2 separate regions of the Pan troglodytes genome follow, and region 2 is linked to region 1. Evidence: chromatin contacts called from public HiChIP or PLAC-seq data. All regions are on one chromosome and are shown on one strand. The core of a region is the stretch at or near the end of the contact, and the rest is flanking DNA. Distances in the headings are between cores, read along the strand shown. Region 1 holds the start of PTGER2 (prostaglandin E receptor 2). Region 2 holds the start of ERO1A (endoplasmic reticulum oxidoreductase 1 alpha).

The links. HiChIP or PLAC-seq counts read pairs in DNA pulled down with a chosen protein or histone mark.
Region 2: an H3K4me3 HiChIP or PLAC-seq map of stem cell-derived excitatory neurons shows a contact between it and region 1, with 2.3 times the contacts expected there. The contact joins the promoter of ERO1A here to the promoter of PTGER2 in region 1. A contact is called at or near these places in 1 of 7 Hi-C or Micro-C datasets (stem cell-derived neural progenitor cells) and 1 of 1 datasets of contacts at active chromatin or transcription factors (stem cell-derived excitatory neurons).

Annotation. Positions count from the first base shown.
Region 1 is chr15:50,314,993-50,318,106 of NHGRI_mPanTro3-v2.0_pri, reverse strand. PTGER2 (prostaglandin E receptor 2) reads right to left here and starts at 1,550. Exons shown (of 2, transcript XM_016926089.4): 1 at 122-1,550. The coding sequence starts at 964.
Region 2 is chr15:50,706,353-50,709,466 of NHGRI_mPanTro3-v2.0_pri, reverse strand. ERO1A (endoplasmic reticulum oxidoreductase 1 alpha) reads left to right here and starts at 1,626. Exons shown (of 16, transcript XM_509950.8): 1 at 1,626-1,977. The coding sequence starts at 1,864.

The sequences.
Region 1 (3,114 bases), core at 301-2,800:
TTAGGACATATTTTTACAAGTTGCAAAAAGTTTGTAGGGCGGTGGAAAGGGTGGAGGCGTCAGGGGAGAGCATGAGAAGGCTGAGCAGAGCCGGGCTGTGGAAACGTAGGGAGTGACTTACCGTGAAAGGCAAGGAGCAGACGGCGAAGGTGATGGTCATGATAGCCAGGAGAATGAGGTGGTCCGTCTCCTCCGCCATGGACACCCTTTCCCCTCTCCTGCGGGCCCCGGGGCCGCCCCGGCCACTGCCCAGGGAAGGTCCGCAGCGGCTTCTCCGGCTTCGGCGGTGCATGCGGATGAGGTTGAGAATGACGCTGAAGTTGCAGGCGAGCACCGAGACGATGAGAAGCAGCAGCAGGGTGGCGTACAGCTGCAGGTAAGCGGTCCGCCCGTGCCGGATGAAGCACCAGGTCCCGGGGCAGTACTGGACGTACTGCCCATAGTCCAGCAGCGGCAGCGAGCAGAAGAGCAGGGAGACTGCATAGATGACAGGCAGCACGGCCAGGCCCCCGGAGCGCGAGACGCGGCGCTGGTAGAAGTAGGGGTGCCCGATCGAGAGGTAGCGCTCCAGGGCCATGGCGAAGAGCATGAGCATCGTGGCCAGGCTGAAGAAGGTCATGGCGAAAGCGAAGTAGGTGCACGCGCGGCTCTCGGGCGCCAGTGCCACCAGGGTCTGGTTCCGCGCGTACGAAGCCAGTACCACTGGGCTGATGAGGCAGGTCCCGAGCAGGTCGGTGAACACCAGCTCGGTCACCAGCACGTGGAACAAGGAGAGGGAGCTCCTGCGGCCGGCGCTGCACCCCACGTCCCCCCGCCAGCGGCGCGCCAGCAGCGCCAGTGCTATGAGGTTCCCCAGCACCCCGGCCGAGAACATGACGGAGCTGATGGCTGGGCTTTCGCCTGGGGGAAGCCACTGTCGCGTCTCGCAGTCCTCAGACCGGGAGTCATTGGAGGCATTGCCCATGGTGGGGTGCCTGGAAAAGAGATGCGCCCTCCTCTCCCGGCCTTTACCTGGGAGGAAGAGGGTCTGAGAGCCGGAGCGTTCCGAGACTCAGAGGAAAAAGGGGAGGGACCGAAATCCAGAGCCCCCTTCCCGCACCCAGCGCGCCGACGGCGGCTTGCCCTGGGTCTCCCGCCGCGCGCCGAGTGGCAGCTCGGCTGCTGCATCCGAGCGGCGCTCGGGGCTCCCGCGCCTACCCGCGCGGGCCAAGGCCGGGAGCCAGAGCCTAGGGGAGCCGTCGTCTCCGCCCCCGCACTGTCGGGGGGCGGGCCCAAGAGTGCTGGCCAGGCCTTGCAAGTGCGAGTGTCCGCGAGCTGCAGGGGAGGCAGGACGCGTCACACTCGCGGGGGCGTTCCGAGTCCCTGGGGCGCGCCGGCGGGGAGGGAGAGAAGGAGTCTGAGCACCCGCTGGGCGCGGCACTGGGCAGAGGCGCGCGTGTTGCCGGTGTACTGAAGCTGCCCGCGACCGGCGGGAGCGGCGTTTCTCGCTTCCTCGGGGTCCGGTACTCGAAGCGCACGGCAGTCTGACCTCGGCTGGGAAGCGTTAAGCCCCAGCAGAGGGCTGGGAGGGAGTGCAGGAGCACTTGCGGGGTCTGCGCAGAATACACAGAAGATCGGGGCAACGAGCAAAGCAAAGCAACTCACCAAACAATGAAGTTAGGAGAACCCAATCCCGTGAAATGAGCGGAACAAGGGAATAACAGTGCAAAGGCAGCTTGAAGTAAGACCAGAATGTTTTGCTTTGTTTTTACTATTCCCAGGAAGATACACTAAGAGGTTGGGACAAAAATTGGGATGAAGCGTAAAGCAAGTGTGTCCATCCAAGGAACCAAACCACACAATGCGCACCACCGAGCGGCCTGTTGCACTGCCGCTTTGATTCGGTTACTAGCATTTCACCGTTTCCTATGTCAACAGCATAACGGATAACCACTTGTTTAAGCAACCATTAAAAAAAAAGGAGTGTTTCTTGTACAGAATTGTGTTTGTGGATACAACATGAAAACCATTGCACATCACTGTTCTGTCCTTAAGCTGAGCCTTGTAAGAAAATGTTGATATTTTGTTTAGCCGTTTATCTTTACATGTTGTTAACCACGTAGTATCCATCCAGAAAGACTTGTTCCTGGCAAAGTGTATTGGTAAGTGGCCAGTTTCAGACTGGAGCTGACAGTAATGGTTTCCTACCACATATTGTCATAATTGCAGAGTCGTGAAAATGGGCTGATATTTAACACAAAACAAAACAAAATCCAGTTTGGCAGACAACATAGGTAATTGTGTTCTGTAAGAAGTCACATTCACTTGGGGAAGGGAGGCCAACTGGGAAGTGAAGGGTCTGATCTGCCTAGGGAACTGGCAAGAAAGACAGTCACAACGTGGGAGGAAGCAAAGATTGCCTGCTGAAGAGCCTATCTTGCTACAGCCTGCTTACTCTCCATGAATATTTTTTGCTAACTTTGATGATTCTGGCCTGGGGATTGGAATGCGGAGTTGGGGGGGTGGTCCCACTAGGAGAAGCATAATTTACTGGATCGCTTGCAAAGTTTACAGGCCTGTTTTCACATGTCAGCAGGCACTACTTCAATCCCTAAACTTCTCATGGCATGGATTCCTAGGAAAGAGGATCTTAACTCCTACAGTTTTTCTTTCAAGCTGTAAACTCTGCAGGTCAGTAACAACTTATTACCAATCTTTGCCATCCATCTCTGACTATTCCCCTACTCCAACATTCCCCCATCTCACCCCAAGCAATGGGGAAACATCAAACTTAAATCAGAAGTATTTCTTAATAGGAAAACACTATGATTTATAGCATAATTCTGCACTGCAGTTTTACTATTAAATAAGGGATTTTAGATTCACTGAATTTGCACAGTGCTTATTTTCCAAATATTTTTATACCTTTTTAATTTTCATAAGGCCCCTCACAACAAAAACCTACTATTTAACCTTTCCTATATATTTGTCTCTAGTTTTTCTTTGGATGGGTACCTGGTGGCAGGCCGGTCCCTGGTTTTTGTGAATACGAGAGCAAGAGTGCAGTTGAAGATCCTCCCCCAGGCCCCTGCCCCCTTGTCTTCCTAACCCCTGACTCAGTCTTGCACCACAAGG
Region 2 (3,114 bases), core at 377-2,876, 390 kb before region 1:
ATAACTTAAGGTCAGGAGTTCGAGACCAGCCTGGCCAACATGGTGAAACCACATGTCTACTAAAAATACAAAAGTTAGCTGGGTATGGTGGCGCAGGCCTGTAATCCCAGCTACTCGGGTGGCTGAGGCGTAACAATCACTTGAACCCGGGAAGCGGAGGTTGCAGTGACCCGAGATTGCGCCACTGCACTCCAGCCTGGGTGAGGAAGTGAGAGTGTCTCAAAAAAAAGTCTTCTTAAAACAACAAACAAACAAACAAACAAACAAAAAACAAAAAGTAAGGCCAGGTGCAGTGGCTCATGCCTGCAATTCTAGCACTTTGGGAGGCTGAGATGGGTGGGTCACCTGAGCTCAGAGTTAGAGACCAGCCTGGCCAACATGGCAAAACCCCTTCTCTACTGAAAATACAAAAATTAGCCGAGTGTGTGGTGGCTTACGCCTGTAATCCCAGCTACTGGGGAAGCTCAGGCAGGAGAATCTCTTGAACCTGGGAGGCAGAGATTGCAGTAAGCCAAGATGACGCCACTGCACTCCAGCCTGGGCGACAGAGCGAGACTCCACCTCAAAAAAAAAAAAAAAAAAAAAAAAAAAGTAATCCCAGCACTTTGGGAGGCTGAGGCGGGAGAATCGCTCTTGAGGAGTTTGAGACCAGCCTGGGCAACATGGTGAAACCTCGTTTCTACTAAAAATAAAATTAGCCAGGCGTGGTGGTGCACGCCTGTAGTTCATGCTACTCAGGAGGCTTAGGTGGGAGGATCGCTTGAGCCCAGGAGTTCGAGGTTGCAGTGAGCCGCGATCGCATCATTGCAGGCCAGCCTGGGTGACCCAGGGAGACCCTGTCTGGAAAAAAAAAAAAAAAGCGGATAGACTAGTCCCAACTCTGAATGTTAAAAGACCAGGACTGGGTATCAGAGGACCTCCAATCCTTGCTCACCTTACCTCACTTCTCTAGGCCTATTTCTTCCTATCATATGAGCGGGTGGCTTCCACCCTCGCTGTCTAATACAGTGGGCACTAGCCAGCCACATTTGACTATGAAATGGGTCTAGTTCGCATCCAATACACACTGGATTTCAAAGACAAAAAAAGTCAAATATCTTATGAATAAACTTAATGTTGGTTATATTTTGAAATAATATTTTGCACATTCGGGGTTAAATAAAAATATTTTAAAAATAAAATGTACCTGTTTTTACTCTTCTGCTGTGGCTACTAAAAATATAAATGACATATGCTGCCCTGGTCTAGATGCTCTCTAATATCCCTTTCAGCTTTAAGACTCCGCCGGGAACACGGTGGACACGTAATTCGTACGATTTGATTGTCTCGCATTGAGATACGGAAGGATTGGCCGGGAGTGAGCGGGCTGGGGCTGGGCGGGGCGGCGCGGGGCGGGCACCCCCCGCCCCCCAACCCCGCAGGAAAATACAGGCCCCTCCGGCTTTCGCTCTCGCTCTGGGAACTGGAAGGACCCCCGACTCCCGCGCAGGGCCTGGGGTTGTGCGCGCCGGGTTGCGTCTCCAGGCCGGGGGCGTCAGGGAGCCGGGGGCGGGGACGGGCGCGGGCGCAGCGGACCGGGCGGGGCCGAGCCGGGAAGCTGGTCGGTGCGTCAGCCTCACGCGGCGGGAAGGAACCGGTCCGAGGCCCCGGGCTGCCGGCGCGGGCGCCGCGGCACGTCCACAGGCAGGGTCGCGAGGTGGCGATCGCTGAGAGGCAGGAGGGCCGAGGCGGGCCTGGGAGGCGGCCCGGAGGTGGGGCGCCGCTGGGGCCGGCCCGCACGGGCTTCATCTGAGGGCGCACGGCCCGCGACCGAGCGTGCGGACTGGCCTCCCAAGCGTGGGGCGACAAGCTGCCGGAGCTGCAATGGGCCGCGGCTGGGGATTCTTGTTTGGCCTCCTGGGCGCCGTGTGGCTGCTCAGCTTGGGCCACGGAGAGGAGCAGCCCCCGGAGACAGCGGCACAGAGGTGCTTCTGCCAGGTGAGCGATGTGCGCGTTGGTGCTGAGGGTCCCGGCGCCCTCCGCGGCGTGCACTGTCCCGCACGCCCTGGCGGGTGAGCGGCTGGGGGTGCGTCCTTGCATCTCTTCCCACCGGGAATGAGACTCCGGTGCTGCTGCCCGGTGGCCGGGACTGAGTCTGGCTTGGCGTGGACCGGGCCTCCACGGCAGCCTGGACGTCGCCGCGCCCTCCGGTGCCTCAGACCTGGAGAGGGGTTGGGTGCACGCGGTTGAGTGGGTTTATGCATCTTTGTTGGTCTTATCTGCCCGGGGAGAGTGTGCACAGTGTATAATGCACTGCCAGTATTTGCTATTTTCACAGAACCTGGATCTTTCTCACTTCTCTCTTGACCAGGAACTTGTGTACCCAGTACCTGTGCTGCGTGCATTTCGCCAGCCTTTCTGGCTAAGACGTTTGTGGGCTGATCTCAGATTTCGATGTTAGGCGGAAGAATGGCTGCTTGCGGTTTTTCTGTGTGTAAGCCCAACTACCTGATGTCTTTGGGACTGCAGTTGCCCTCTGGTTTCTGGTCCTGTGTGCTCTTTTTCTCGAATGTAATGAGATTCTCTTATCGTGACACCCGTTAAGCTGGTACGAATTGGGAGGAAGGTCCTTATTCTTCAGTGCACAAGTTTAATTAAAAGCGGATTATGATCATTTCCTTCTGTAAGAGATGTGGTTTCTTGAGCAAAAAATTGAGAGAAACTTACAGTTTTCCATTATCTTCAGTATCTAGTATTTCAATGTGATTACTCTTGTCAAAGCCACTTTTTGGTTGACTCTGTTGATAAAAATTACGTTTTATACAAAATTAAGGGTTAGGCATCCATGTTATTCCTAAGTGGATTTTGCTATTAATTTATTATCAGAAATACCATTTTATGTGTTTAGGGGCATGATACCATGTCAAAGGAAAGATGCATTTAAATATTATGAAAGGTTTCTCTTTCACTACTTTACATTCTTGGATTTTGTTGTTTTGCTGAGTGATTTGGGAGTTGAGGTGAGTGTTATCTAGGAAACTAAGGGAAGTTGAAAGAAAATTGCTACTTTACAACTGAGACATTGAAAAGTCCTTTACCTTCAATCATTACAAACGACACACAATCAAGTACTTA